Regions from separate parts of the Gossypium hirsutum genome. Here region 1 is linked to region 2. Evidence: chromatin contacts called from public Hi-C data. All regions are on one chromosome and are shown on one strand. The core of a region is the stretch at or near the end of the contact, and the rest is flanking DNA. Distances in the headings are between cores, read along the strand shown. Region 1 has its middle 32 kb from the start of LOC107950097. Region 2 has its middle 17 kb from the start of LOC107950098.

What was found. A called contact is a pair of places that touch in the nucleus more often than the background predicts.
Region 1: a contact with region 2 is called in a Hi-C map of leaf, with 1.8 times the contacts expected there. The contact joins two enhancer-like sites. A contact is called at or near these places in 14 of 34 Hi-C or Micro-C datasets (anther, callus, cotyledon and 5 more).

The regions. Positions count from the first base shown.
Region 1 is chrD03:37,460,801-37,463,996 of Gossypium_hirsutum_v2.1, reverse strand. No RefSeq gene overlaps it. Among protein-coding and RNA genes, the nearest start is that of LOC107950097, 32 kb to the left of the region's middle. Within about 2 kb of position 1,661, at least 3 of the 9 cell types and tissues checked have an H3K27ac peak or open chromatin away from gene starts, as enhancers often do. A contact at or near this core is called in leaf, where this site is marked.
Region 2 is chrD03:37,420,717-37,424,248 of Gossypium_hirsutum_v2.1, reverse strand. No RefSeq gene overlaps it. Among protein-coding and RNA genes, the nearest start is that of LOC107950098, 17 kb to the right of the region's middle. Within about 2 kb of position 2,123, at least 4 of the 9 cell types and tissues checked have an H3K27ac peak or open chromatin away from gene starts, as enhancers often do. A contact at or near this core is called in leaf, where this site is marked.

The DNA of each region.
Region 1 (3,196 bases), core at 412-2,911, 40 kb before region 2:
TAAGAATCTCTTTAATTGGAACCAACTACTGCTTTAATTATGATTGTGATGATCTAATAAAAACAAATCCCATAATAATAAAATTAATAAGGCATAATATCAAATTTAACCTTTAACATCTACATCTTTTGTCAATTTGGTCATTATTCTTTTTTAGCGCTAAATTTGATCATCAACCTTTTGAAAGAGTCAAATCATTTTTTTAACCGAAATGTTGACTAAAATATTAATTTTTTAACGATGTTGGTGTGACAATCTACATGGCAATCCATGTGTACTTTCATGTTGACATGGTACTATTTGTCTTATATATTATGTCAATAGTTAATTTAAAAAAATTAAAATTCAAAAAAAATATAAAAAGTTCATAAAAATTCAAAAAGAAAAGCATGAAGTACATGTGGATTGTCATTCGAGTTGCCATGTTTAAAAATTTAACATTTTAGTTAGTATTTCAATTTAAAAAAAAAACAATTGAACTCTTTTTGAAAGGCGAATGATCGACTTTTTTTAAAAGGCTGAGGGTCAAATTTAACTTAAAAGATAAGGGTCAAATTGACAAAAAGTATAAATGCTGAGAGCTAAATTTGACATTATACGAATTAATAAATATAATGTTCCAATATTTTTAAAACAATATATATTAAAATTTTTAACACATTATATTTCAAATGACAACAAAATATATCAAATATTTTTCATTCAAATATTGTCATATATTTAGATTTTAAGCAATACTCCACTATTAATTTTAAAAGTTAATTTTTATCATGCAGTCTTAGCTCGATTGGTATCAATGTAGGAAGATGTAATTTCAAGTGTGTTGAAATGCATTATCTTAAAAGATGATTTTGATAGATATAATAAAAAATTAAACCCTCAATATTTACATATTTGATCAAATTAGTCATGATTCTAAAAAATTATCTAGAAAAAATATATATAAAAAATTTATATAACAAAATAGCTTTCTAAAAAAAACCTTTAACTTCAAATATATAGATAGAATGTGTAAACTTTAAAAACTATTAAAATTATATAAAATTGACAAAAAAAACATTAACACTGTGATATAATTAAAATTAATATAAAATAAATTACTCAATATCAAAATTTTATCGAATTATCTCATGTAATGTTAAAAAAAAAAAAAACAAACCTACTATGACAAAATGGTTTCATAGTTTCATTATTGGTTTCAAAAGGTGGGTCCAGATTAATTTGTCAATTTGTCATGGTCGGTCCATCAATAAAAAAAGTAATAAAATAATAATAATAGTAATAGTAAATAGTAAGTAGGTAATTGATAATATGTCAAAAAATAGAAAGGGTAATTTATGAATTAATTTAATCAATCTGCATGTGGATGTGACCACATCCCATGTGGCAATTGTCTTATTGGTTGGAAATTGCTGTTGTGCGTTGGCAGGCGTGCACACCACCCAAATATAACCCTTTTCTTTATAAAGACAATTCAAAATGATATTTGTTCGTATTCAATATTTATAATAAAATATTTCACCAAAAAAATACATTTATAAAATAAAAAATCATTATTTCGTTTATATTATAAAAATATTGTTATTATAGGACAAAACTGGAAAGCTATATTTAGGTGCGCTTTAATGAAACTTGTTCCTTTTCTCTTGGAAATTAGCAAAGGTACAATTCCGTACGGAGACCGTAACACCTCACCCCACTTCATTATGTTTTTATCATAAACTAAAGGCAAAAGATGCTAAAGAGATTGAAAAGGATATTGAGCTACATAATTACAAAGTAATCAAATTTTGACTTTTTTCTAATACTACCTGATTCATTATTTTTCCATGTACCATAAAATAATTTAAATATTTTATAATCACATATTACTTATATAACTTCTAATAATTTAAAATACTAGAAAAATAATCATTGAATTTTAACTCGATTTACATGGGTATTATTGTCAATATAGGAGGAGCATATTGTCCTCTTAATTATTGGTTGGAGAGGGACTATGAGTAATTCTAAGTTTTGTATTAAAAAGAGCAGATCTAATCATAACTATAATGAAATTGTTAAAAAAATTATAAAAATATATTTTAGAACTAATATAAAGTGCAATTTAATATTTTATTAAATTTACTCTGTTAAAAAATTAAATTTGGTTTTAATATAAAAGTAAAAGTAAATTTTTATTCCAAGTAAGAAACAATTTAAAACAATACGATATTTTTGGAATTATTATAAAATAGCATAAAGTAAAAATAAATATAATTATTTTGGACTTGCAAATTATTATAAAATTATAATTATAATAGTAATTACAAAATGATAAGAATGTACAATTATAAAGTGAAAATTTCACATTAGACAATAGAATGATAGAGAAAAGTGAATAATGGTAAGTATAATATATATAATCAACTAAATAAATGTGTGATGAAAGAATATCATGATTTTACCTTATCATTGATTAAAATGATTTTTCACCTCTCCATGTGGAATTGTCATTTGAGTATGACTTGAAATTTCCTCTTCGAAAATTTAATACTTTAATACTCCATCATTTTTTAGACACTTCAAATGTACCAATGCTAATAATTTCCATTTTTTTGGTGATATTATTTGAAAATACTTAAATTTCGTAAATCTTAATATTCGCTCGTATATAATTGTAACACTAATTAAATAATAATTAATTTAAAATAATATACATTAATAATTAATTAATATGCTCAACTCTGTAGTTCAGACCATAAAAATTATTATTGATACAATTTTATCAGTTATTAATAATTAATTAATATATTTATTCTTAATACTGTAGACTTCAACTTAGTTATATAGTTGAATAAAAATTCTATTATTTTAAAAAATAAAAAATAGTTTTATCTAATGCCAATTTAGTAATCTAATGAATAATAAATAGTATTCTCATTGGTCCAAAAGTTTCTCTAAACTCGTACTTTTATGTATTACTAGTTTCTAATAGCACATGTATTGCATGTGATTTTACGTGTTTAATTTATTAGTTTTTAAGTAATATATTTTTAATTTTTGTAATTAAATTTTAATTTATTTTTGATTTTTATATATAATTAAAAATATATTTACTTATTCAAAAATTCAAAAATAATAAAAAGAAAATTTCAAATACCATATTAAAAGATTGATATTTTGTGGATCAATAATTCTTCAATAATATTAAAAA
Region 2 (3,532 bases), core at 874-3,373:
AAATGAGGAATATAAGACAACAACACTATGGATGTAAAAGCCTTGATTTATTAGTGTAATAAAGTTATGAAAATATAGAAAATGCACGTTAGGTTTTCTGTATTACACTTGTAGCCTTTTATATATTGAATGTAACTAGGGCAGGTAGATAGGGGGTGTTATAATTTATTTTTTAATTTCCCTTATTAATAAAACAATAAGAAAGTACAATGAGTCTAGATAATATTCAGGAATACAAGGCCGATAGTGGCTTTGATGTTCTGGAAGCTCTCTACCATCTGCTCCTATTTAATCAATTAAATTCAGCTGAGTCGGTAATAAATAAATAAATAAATAAGCTGCTTCTATTTAATAATTAATTTTATTTCCAAATGCATTTTGACATATTTATAAGATTTACCAATCCAAGCACGCGTTACATCTATAAAGGATTTTTTCTATCATAAAATATTGTGATAGTGATCGCAAGATTAGATTTCGAGATAATAATGATGATGATAGATCATTTGAGATAAGGTTTTTCATGCATTATTGATGTGGTGAGAATTTTTGGTGGTTTATAACCGGAATTTGCTATTGGGATAGTCTACCTATGATAGGGTAAGAAACAATAATTGGTAGTTGATCGAGTTGATGCATCTCTAATACATTTTTTAACCTTCAAAGTGTTTTTATTGTTAGTTTGTCTTTCCCTTCTATCGAACTCTTGTAGGCATTTTTATTTGTCATTCTATACTATGTATCATGCCTACATATTACTGCTGTTTACGGTTTCTATAAATTAAAATATTATTTCATTAAAAAATAAAAAATATAAAAAGGAGATTTGAACTAAATTTAAATTTTTTTAAAAGAAAATACTATTATTAATAGGAACCATGAATAATAATAATGCAAAGACATGACACAAAGTACAAACAATAAATAAATCATTGCAAATTAATGCACAAATGTCATGTCTGCAAAGTAATCTAAAAAAAAAAAGACAATTTGACAGCAGCTGCAATACTGAAATAATTCAAAAACAAAATAATAGATTCATCAACTTGATCAAATTGCTGAAATTTGCATCCTAGCTTCACCATCATCAAATCAACTTGATGATAAACACCGATTGACCAAGAAAAAATTGCCTAAAGACCCAAGAAACCCACCGCATCAATGATGCACAAAAGACCAAGTCTTAGATGGCCTATTCTTCTCCTCATCATCTTGAATCTATCACCATCACTATGATCTATCATAATAAAGTCCTTCAAGAACGGTTCCTAATAGATCTAATAGCACCCTTATATTGACAAATCTCGCATATGTGCCAGAACATGACTAAAAATTAAAAGTAAAAATAAAATCGCATATGTTTTTAAAGAAAACATAGTGGACAAAACAAAACCACAAAAATTTTGTACAGAACAAAACTGCGAAACTATGAACAAAATAAAACTATGAAATTGTGGATAAAATCACGATAATATGGATTGAAATTAAAAAAAAAATACGAAAAAGGTATTGGAAAAACTACTACCAACAACCTAAAAAAGTTGAATGTAGAAAACGAAAAATACTAAAAAAACATAAAATAAGTAAATCTAATTTTTGAAATTGTGAAAGAGTTGTAATCATAATTAAATCTATATACATAATCATAATCTAATCAATTATTACATACACTAAATTGATAATTAACCCAAGAAATCAAAATAATCTCAAAATTTTCAAGGCCGAGTCCCAATCACAAACACAAATCAATTTAAGAGTTAAGATAGTTATAATACAAATATGATTTTACAAAATCAATTTTTTGTTATCTTCAATTAATTTGGTAAGTCGAGCTAGCTTTTCCACCAAATTATAAGAAAGAAAATTAAAGTTGATACTTATTACATAATTATAGATGTGTAAATTAAATAATATCATTTCAATAAAATTGTTAAAAGATAATTTTATTTCACTGACAAGTATATATTAAATATAAATCTGAAAAATTATTAAGCAATAAAATGTGAAAACAATAATGGATGATGGGTTTGTTTTATGTTATAGGGTCATAAAGCATCTGTATGCACTGCAACTTGTCCATTGACAAGTCCATATCTTGAACCTTGCCCACCCCCACAATGAGAAAAAAAAATGACATCATGGAGTGAAGCATGAAATTAAATGCTAGCCTACACACCCACATGTAATGCTAGGGCTTTCCATGATGGATAGAATATTGTAAATTGAGCTTTTCCCAACCACAAATTCCAAGAACCTATAGAATATTGTAACATCCTTGGATAAATTTTGAGGGTTTTCCAATAATTTCAAATATAAATAATAAAATCTCTTTTATAAAAATTAAGATATCCATTGTTATTTTTTAGAAAAAGAAAGAAAGAAAGAAAATTAACATTAATGAAAATACCTTAAACAGCACAATAATATATTCGAACACACAGGCCAAAAGAAGAAAAAAGATAAAAAGCAGGCTGAGGTTTGGGCAAGATAGCATTGCCAACAAAAAAGCATTGCTTTTTGGGAGGGTGGAAAATCCCAACATGAACGACCTTTTCCTTCAATTATTTCCTTTACTTTTTCAACCACTTTAATCGATCGTTGGGAGAAAAAAAATAAAAAGAAAGAAAAACACCCCAATCTCCTAATTCTAAATGCACTCAACCCACTTCCAATACATTTATTCCAAGACAACCCCATGTTATCCGAACCATCGTTTTGTGATTGCATCCTTTGCTACAAACTCCTTACTCCAACCATCTAACTCATGGATTCGTCTAAGCACGAGTTATTTCTAAGTCTATTTAGAATAGGATTTAAGTTATTGTCTCCCTTTTATCATCTAATTTTCATATCTTTTCAAGTTTTTTTATACAATATTAAGAGTAGGGAATAGGGGTAACACGATTCAAACCCATGCAAACAGGTGCTTCCTTTTAAGTTAAGACTTTCAAGTTTGAGTTAGACCAACATATATTTCATAAAATTTAATTGAAAAGGATTTTGAGTTCAAATCAAGGTAGTTATTATTGTACCTGTGGCCGTACCGTTTTTGTCTTAGTACTAGTACATATCTATACCCGCTTGTTTCGATATAAATGTTTTTAATTATTTTCTCGCATATTCATATTTATAGTCTAATTTTTAGTTTCTTGATAAATTATATATAAATTTCAATATTTTATATATAGTTATAGTCTAATTTTTATTTCTCATAAATTATGTTATTTTGATTAAAAAATAAATTATATATTATATTAACATGCAAATATATCTCAATTATATCCATATATATTTATATCTAAATGTAAGTTTTAAATTGATTAATTGGGTTGAATAATTCAATTTAATAACTTTTCATTTTCCATTTTAAATGTAATTTTGGAAAATGAAAATGGTTAAAATAAAATTTTTAAAAATTAGTTTAAAATGCTAAAATTTTGTATCAACCGGTACAAACTGATATTAATCGAAACGGATTGAGATACATTGAAATGACCGAAACATACCAAAATTTTAACTGAAACAGAACATA